Linked DNA regions of Mus musculus: region 2 is linked to region 1. A link is a contact called in public capture Hi-C data. All regions are on one chromosome and are shown on one strand. Each heading gives the region's core, a stretch centred on a gene start, on an enhancer-like site or on the middle of the called end of the contact. The rest is flanking DNA. Distances are from core to core; before and after follow the strand shown. Region 1 holds the start of Lmtk3 (lemur tyrosine kinase 3). Region 2 holds the start of Hps5 (HPS5, biogenesis of lysosomal organelles complex 2 subunit 2).

Region 1 (4,172 bases), core at 1,050-3,549:
GGGACAAAGAAGTTTTCTGGTCCTAGGGTTTGGATTCTGAACACAGCCTCAAGAAAATTCTTAGCATGTTCTCTTCAGGAGGTGCACTCTGCTGGCTCTACCTTACTCCATCCTGATGATGATGATGATAATAACAAACAAAGACAACAATATATCAATAATATAATACTTATGCATATTATTATTAAGTAATCGTTTCTAAAATGTGGCTTGGACCACACCTGTCATCCAAGCACTCAAGAGCCTGAGGCCAGAAGATTGTTCGTGGACGTCCAGAGCTAGAGTAAGTTCCAGTAGCGCTGGGATACAGTGAGACTCCGTCTCGACAAAGCAAATCCACACAAAACTTTGGTGGTGATTAAAGAGCTGGACATCATAGCCGGCTTCTTCCAGCAGTCCTGACTCCTGGCACACCGCTGAGCCAACCACATTCAAATACTCAAAAGTAAACATTTGTTGAGTGAACTTATGAACAAACGGCGGCGTCAATCTTCCCGCCCTCATTACTGGTAGCCAGTGCCCGCCCGGCCTGTCACCCTCAGGCTAAAACCCCCGCAGGTGGCGCAACGGACAACCTAAGCCTCCTCGCTAGACCAACAAGGACTGCATTTCCCAGAAGACTCTGCGCGGGCCCACGACTCCCTGTGAGCTTCTCTTTCTCCAGGCTCTGGTTCTTCAGTCAGGGGGTCCGCTTTGCGTGCTCACTCCCCGGTCACTGCAATCCCATTCCCTGTACCTTTCTGAACTTCCATTCCACGATGATCCTGCCTCAGTTTCTCCAGTGAGCCCCCCGCGAGGCTTCCCCTCCTCCCCGTGCCCCCAGTGAGCCGTGCTGCGCGCGCAGCTCTGGTCCAGCCTCATTGAGGGGACGAGTCGCAGGTATTCCTGGACCATGGAGACATCCTCGCCGAGGGCGGCAGTCCGCGCTTCCGGGTGTGTCTGCAGTTCTGTGTGCCGCCGCGTAGGGTGGGACCCCGAGACTGCAGCCTGGCACGTGATGTGTGTGTGTGTGTGTGTCTTGTCTGATGTGTCGGTGTCCCTGACGGCCAGGTTCCAGCCTTACCTCTGCCTATCCCCTGTTCTGTGCATGGGGCAGGTGACTGCCCCTCTCTGTGCCTCAGTTTCCTTACCTATACATTGGGCATGAAAAAAGAACCTGTCTTGGGGGCTGTTGTAATGATTGGAAGGTAATACTGTAAATCTTGGGAAACGCCTGGCGCAGAGTAAATCCTGCCAAGAATAAATACATGAAATAAACTACGCTTATGCATCTTTTGTGCCCATGTGTGTTGATGTCTGTGGTGTGAGACTGCAGTGGATAAGGAGTCCTCATAATCACGTCTAAAGAGTGTGTCCATTCATGCTGTCTATTTAGGTAGGTGGTGTGCCTTTGTGTGTAATACGTGTGCACAGGGCATGTTTGTACCCGTTCTATATTTGTGTTTTTGCATAAGCTATGTAGCTCTGCATGTATGAACCGTGTGTTCCCGTGTGCATGTATGTGATATGCATTTGTCCCTGAAGGTGAGCAATGTGCAAACCCCGTGCCTGCATACATGCATGTGTTGTTTCTGTATGCTCCATATGTGACTGACAAGCCTGTGTCTGTGTGCATGCAACTGGCTTTACGTGTTTGAGTTAGTGATTTCTGTGTGTTCTTTGTTGCCTGTGTGGAATATCAGTTTATGACAGCATGCCTCCTCATGTCCCAAAGGGTCTGAATGGATCTTTGTGATACCTCCCTATGTTTGGAGCTCTGTGTTGTATGTGTGCGTGTGCGTGTGTGTTCATGTGATGCTGGGTATTCCTGTGTGGCTGGGTGAATCTGTACCAACCAGAGTCTGGACTGCCTATGCATTCTCAGTGTGGTCTGTCCCTGTGTCTTTGTGTGTGACGTGTCCTTGTCTCCGTTTGCTGATGGCTGTCCACCTTTGTATGAGAGGCGCTTGTGAAGGTTCCTGTGACATGTCTCAGCTGTGTGTGGGCTGCGTGGGCTTGCTATCTGCATCTTAGCATGTAGCACACGTGTGGGCACCAGTGTTGTGTCACAGTGGTGTCAGGGCCACGCACTGTGGACCCTGCCCCCCTCCAAGGGTCTGTTGGTCTCTGTCTGTCCCTCCTCCCCCTCCCTATTCTCCCCTCCCGCCTGGCAGCCAATGCAACCGGGAACCAGTTGCCATGACAACGCTCCCTCCTTCCTCCTCCCACCCTTCCTCTGACAGGCTCTCTGCTCCCCCAATCCCGATTGTCCTCGGGGGCGGGGCCCTCGTTCTCTCCCCCCCCCATCTTCCCCTCCCCCCTACCCCAGCAACCCCGGCTCCCCAGCTCCTCTCCTCCGTCCGCCTCTCCATCCCTTCATCCGTCTGTCCTTTCGAGGAGGGGGAGGGGGGTATCAGAACCAGTAAGCAACCCCTCCCTCCCCCTGTCCTGCATCTCCCGCCCCTCTCCTGGGCTGAGGGAGGCCAGGGTTGAGCGGGTCCCCATGGCTGGGGGCTGAGGGCCCGCCCCCCCTCCTCCCCAGCCGCCGATTCCTCCACCTCCCTTCCATCCTGGACAAGATGCCTGCACCCGGCGCACTCATCCTCCTGGCGGCCGTCTCCGCCTCCGGCTGCCTGGCGTCCCCAGCGCACCCGGGTGAGTATGTCCAGCCGTCCGCGGCCCGCGCCCCACCCCCACCGGGTCCGCCCGGCACCTGTGCGCAGTCCCTGGGGACCAACGGGTCTGCAGGGCCAGGGAGACCAGCCAGGGCGGGTGGGGAGTGGGCTGCGGGCCGAGTGCGTGCTTGTGAGCGTGCATGTGAGCTCATGTGCACGCGAGTGCACACGGGTGCGCGGGGAGATGGAAGGCCGCGGCCTTTGGGAAAGAGAGAGACCCTATTTCTAAGGGGAACACAGCTGAGGCTTTGCAGAGACCCCTCCCTCAGGTCTGAGGCTGAGGCTAGAGAACAAGTCTGTGTTCCCTGTGTCTTTAAAAGAAACAGTTCTCAGTCACCCTTCAGGCGTGGGGTGGGCAGTGCGTTCAGCTCGGGGCAAATATCTGCCAACAGCCTGCTATTGGGGGAATGATGGTCATGAAGCTGTCTATGGTAGCATATTGTAAATTCTCAGAGCTCCAGGCCTCACTATTGCTGGTCACTGGAATGTATCCGGGTTACGGGATGCGTTTGGGGTGGGGGGTGGGTCCCAGTTTGAAACGATAGGAGGGACCCCACCCCCAACCACCTGGGAAGACCTTAAACTACAACTCCCACAATACGTTAGACCACCTGGCTCCCCTGCCAAGGAGCCCCTGGATTCGGAGCATCATGGGGGTTGTAGTCCAAGACTAGCCTAGGATGGGAGGGGCATGAGTCCGGTAGCCAGTGTCTTGAAGCCCAGACCCCAGCCTAGCCTTATGCCCACAGATGGATTCGCTCTGAGCCGGGCCCCTTTGGCTCCGCCCTACGCTGTGGTCCTCATTTCCTGTTCGGGTCTGCTGGCCTTCATCTTTCTCCTCCTTACCTGTCTGTGTTGCAAACGGGGTGATGTTCGTTTCAAGGTGAGGTGCCCTAGGACTAACCTGGGAGAAAGACCCCAGGCAGCAAAGAGACTGGAGGTCCCAGAGCACTCCCAAGACCTACGGCTTTGGGATGCGCACACTAGCGGAAATTGGGCTGGGATTTGAGGGACAGGTCTGTGGACTGAAGGGAGGCAATTAGGGCAGGATGGCGGCATCTCAGCACCCTCCTCCCGATGCTCCCATTCTTCACCTCTCGTACCCCAGGAGTTTGAGAACCCGGAAGGGGAGGACTGCTCTGGGGAGTACACCCCCCCTGCGGAGGAGACCTCCTCCTCACAGTCGCTGCCTGATGTCTATATTCTGCCGCTGGCAGAGGTCTCACTGCCAATGCCTGCCCCGCAGCCTCCACACTCAGGTACTGCTCCTTCCACCCCAGAATCCTGCGATCCCAACACTGAGGGCTTCCTTTCGTGGCTCAGGGAGGGGAGAGGGCAGAATGCAGAGCCCTAGATTCGTGGAAGTAACTTACAGGGAAGCCACACACACCATCTTGTAGAAAATCCCAGATCGAGAGAATCCTGCAGGATGGCCCTGGTGCCATCAGCCTAGATCTTAACCTGGGAGCCAGCCTATAAGCGGACTGGAGCTAGGGTTGCCAAAGGGAAGGGCTGATT
Region 2 (4,172 bases), core at 896-3,395, 1.0 Mb after region 1:
CACCCCCCCAAAAAATTTAGCATGACAACATTCAAAATATTTAACAATTCCTTATCCAAGAAAACTAATTTTTAGTCACTTATTTTATTGAGTAGTTAGTAAAATAATAAGCGTAATCATGAGGATAAATAAAAGAATTCTGGAAATCAATTCTAGTCAAAAAGAAAGTCACCAACACCATACATGTGTACAAACACACATACAATTCTCCTAAAGGATAACAGCAAGTCAAAGAAAACTTCCTAAAGAAATACTCCCAGGCCAGCGTTTGTTAGGAGGGAGGGAAAGGCAGCTGGCAGAGCTGAGACAGCAAAAGTGCTGGATGCGGTTTAGAATTACCCACCTTGGACTTTAGTCCTCGGTTAAATATAAAATGCAAATTTGGGCTCAAGGTACAAAACACTTCCAACTCTAAACCAAGGAACCTAAACCCAAGACAGTAGGTCACAGAGTCACGGAAGGATTTAATGAGGAGTTTGTACAGTTTCTGTAAAGTGTATGGGCAGATGCTAGGATACAGAGATGTTAAAGTAAGGAGTGATAAGTCAGTGAAAGTCAAGCCTTCCTACTACCCAGGAAATCTGTGGGAAGAAGAAACCTCTCTCTTGACATTCTGAATAGAGGAGACTTAAAACTGACTTCTAGCTAGTACTCGTTAAAAGCAAATGTGATCTCATCTCTTCTTTTCTAAGCTTCCTCTCCCATCTTACCCTATTATTCAGCTATCCTGAACTCTTCCCTTCCTTCTTCTGTCCATAAATGTGAATTTCTGGAGCCTTAATTATGCGGTTCATTAAATATTCTCAACCAATAAGTTTTCTAAAAAACTGAGCTTAAACATTACCTCTGTGTGCTACTAGGAAGAAAAAACTTTAAAATGCTAGCTTCTTAGAAGATGGCAAATCAGTGAACATCTACCATCTTTTTAAAAGGTTGGCTTTCCCAAGGGTCACAATGCTAAAAATAATAATAATAATAATAATGATAAAGGCAAACGTGGAGGAGGAAGAGGAGGGCCCAAGAAATGGTTTATTGCTATGCTTGGTGATCCCAGGGGCCCAAGAACTCACAGAAAGATAGGAGAGAACCAATTACAAAAAGCTGAGGTGTCAACCGGGCAGTGGTGGAGCACACCTTTAATTCCAGCACTTGGGAGGCAGAGACAGGCAGATTTCTGAGTTCCAGGCCAGTCAAGTATATAGAGTGAGTCCCAGGACAGCCGGGGCTACACAGAGAAACCCTGTCTCGAGAAAACAAAACAAAACAAAACAAAAAAACAGAAACAAAACAAACAAACAAAAAAAACAGAAACAAAACAAACAAACAAAAAAACTGCGGTGCCATGCCACCTTCTCCCCCAATAATAAATGAAAGTAGAATTTATGTGAGATCGAAACATCTTTCTCACTTCCCAAGATTATTTTTATAATTCAAGAGTGGTAGACAGTGATTGCTGCTCACAAAGCCAAAGCAAACCATGGTGTATCTAATCCCACAAGGTGCGTGGAAGGAAAGGCTCGAAAGACGCAAAGTAACAACGATTGAAGAAATTATGCAAAGGGGAGTTAATAGACTTTATTTCCACAATAGGAACTTCCTTATCCAATAATGATCAGGAAACTCTACCTCAGAAAACTTAACGACTCGCTCATGCTTGCATGCATTCATTCATTCAACGTTCTAAGTGCCTACCGTGTTCTAGGCCCTGGAGGCGCTGCTGGAGATGAAGGATGCGCAGCAGACCAAGTCCCTGACCACAAGGAGCTCCCGTCAATCACAGCTAACTTTTATGACTTTAAACCGCAGCTGTCACTCTGGAGAAGTCCAGGAAGCAGGTTTTCCAAGCCAGGTTCACAGAACCTCAGGCTGACTAGCGGGCCGAGTTCCGCCCCCCCCAGAGACCAGCGATCGCTTTCACCGAGCAGGCTCCACAGACACTCAACACCCCTTGACAGCGGAACCTGAACCTCACACACCCTGTCACCCCGCCCCCTCCCTGGCAACGTCATCCAGGGGCGCCAGGGACCGGAGGAAAGCGCTGTTAACGGCACTTCCTCGTCACGTGACGATCACGCCCCTCCCCGCGCGTGCTCCCTCCCCCTCCAGCCGCGGGTCGCGATTCCGCTCCCTGCGGCCTGCAGTCTGGGAGCCGCCTCGGGCCGACGACGCACCACGGAGCCGGACCGGATGCTCTCTAGGGAGAAAGGCGAGCCAAGCCGAATCCCCGAAACTCTCCGCCGCTCGAGACCGGAGGAGGAGAAGCGAAACAGGCGGGAATCGGTGGGGGAGGGCGGGAGCTAGCGGAAGGTGTCATGGCGGCCGCGGTGGTGGTCACGTGCTCCGGAGGCCCGCCCCGGCGTTTCCGGTCACGTGCCCTCAGCGCCCTCGCAGCCAGCGATGGAGGCGAGACCCCCCGGCAACAGAGGCGGTGGCGACGGCTGCGGCCGCAGGGGTTCAGCCTCCTCCGTGCAGCGGCTGTGAGAAGCGCGGCGGAGGCAGATCCGACGGGACGCGCTTCCCGCGCCCCAGACCAGAGACCGTAGCTCCCACCTGGTAAGTTGAGACCGAAGAATGGGGTTGGGCGGGCGTGGAGGGTCTGACAGGCCCCGGGGGCGCGGGGCCAGGCGGATCGAGCCCTTCGCTGTAGTCGTCTCCACGACACTACAGGCTGGCTGTGTGGTTTGCCTTTCTTCTCCCGGAATGGGAAGGAGGTGCCCTGACCCTTAATCTACTGCCCGAAGGCATTAGGTTCTTCCGCTGGGAGGGACTGGAAGGATCAGACTCACCTGAGAACGAAGGAAGTGAGGCTTCTCCGAGACACCGAGGCCCTTCCCGTTAGGGAGCCTGCCCGGGAGAGGCTTTCTTTTCCTGTTAAAGAAGTCCTCTAACCTTGGTGTCCTCGTGCCTTCTTGCTTCCACCTGTCATCCTGCTCTTCAAACTGTTATTAAAACTTGAGCCACGCACCCAGTTCTAGCTATGACCAGTTTGACAGTCATGTAGTGTAAAGTGAACCATCAATACATGGAAGTATGTGATTATTTTTATAAATTCTCCAGTGTTCTTAGAAACTAAATTCATGTGAAGTTGACCTCACATGTCTATTTTACCATCTGCAAAACAAGGGTGGGGAAAAGATGTTAAAACGTATGCCCAGGGCTACAGTGAAATGGCTCAACTGGTAAAGGTGCTTGCTGCCAAACCTGAGTTCCATCTCTGGGACCCACGTGGTGGAGGGAGAACCGATCTCCGGAAGTTGTGTCCTCAACGTATACACAGTTTAATTTGGGATTTTTGTTTGCTTGTTTTTGTTCTTCGTTGTTGGCTTTTGTTTGGTTGGTTTGGCTTTCTGTCTTTTGATGTTGTCCATTTAAAGACACCAGTTTAAAATATGGTAAAACAGGTTTCTGAGTTAGGAATGCAGCTTAAAGCTAAGAGTTCTTGCTAGGCACCTGTAAGATCCTGGGTTTCATTTCCAGAACTGGCAAAAAAAAAAAACAGGACTGTAGGTAGAGCCCAATGTAAATTGCTTGGTAAGCATGCAGGCCTGGGTACAGAAAACTGGCTTGAAGCACACTAAGGGCTTGGCTCCAATCAATATTCTCAATATCTAGCCTTGTGACTTCCTTTCCTTCCTCTCCTGACCCTCCATTTCCCACACAGGTTTTCTCTGTATAACAGCCCTGACTGGCCTTGAACTCACAGGGATCGATTGCCTCTGATTCTTGAATGGTAAGATTAAAGGTGTACACTACCACACCTAACCCTAGACTTGTGATTTCCTTTTTTTTTTAAGTTGGTTGATTTTACTACTGTATATTGGTGTTCTGTCTACCTGTGGGTTTCTATGGTGGTGTCAGATCCCCTAGAACTGGAAGTATAGTTGTGAATGGCCATGTGGGTGCTAGAATTGAACCTTGGGTCCTTTGGGAGAGTAGCCGGTGCTCTTAATGGCTGAGTCATTGCTCCAGCCCCAGTGATTTTCAAACATTTTAAAGACATGAAACATTTCTTCCATGAATTTATGCCTGGAATTCCAACATAAAACTACATCGAAGCTGGGAGTTCATGGCACAGGCCCTTTTTTTTTTTTTTTTTTTTGGTTTTTAAGGACACCTAAAAACATTTTGAAAACCACTAAGCCAAAATTATCAACCCTAATATTGTTTTTTTT

What was found. Capture Hi-C pulls out chosen DNA fragments and counts their contacts.
Region 2: a contact with region 1 is called in a capture Hi-C map of macrophages, with 2.8 times the contacts expected there. The contact joins the promoter of Hps5 here to the promoter of Lmtk3 in region 1. A contact is called at or near these places in 1 of 39 promoter capture datasets (cranial neural crest) and 1 of 9 other capture datasets (macrophages).

Annotation. Positions count from the first base shown.
Region 1 is chr7:45,783,048-45,787,219 of GRCm38.p6, forward strand. Lmtk3 (lemur tyrosine kinase 3) reads left to right here and starts at 2,300. Exons shown (of 15, transcript NM_001290990.2): 1 at 2,300-2,634; 2 at 3,404-3,537; 3 at 3,763-3,913. The coding sequence starts at 2,559. It overlaps Gm5897 (predicted gene 5897), which reads right to left and starts at 1,420. Exons shown (of 2, transcript NR_153811.1): 1 at 222-1,420; 2 at 1-112.
Region 2 is chr7:46,793,736-46,797,907 of GRCm38.p6, forward strand. It overlaps Hps5 (HPS5, biogenesis of lysosomal organelles complex 2 subunit 2), which reads right to left and starts at 2,146. Exons shown (of 23, transcript NM_001005247.2): 1 at 1,693-2,146. It overlaps Gtf2h1 (general transcription factor II H, polypeptide 1), which reads left to right and starts at 2,359. Exons shown (of 15, transcript NM_008186.4): 1 at 2,359-2,553.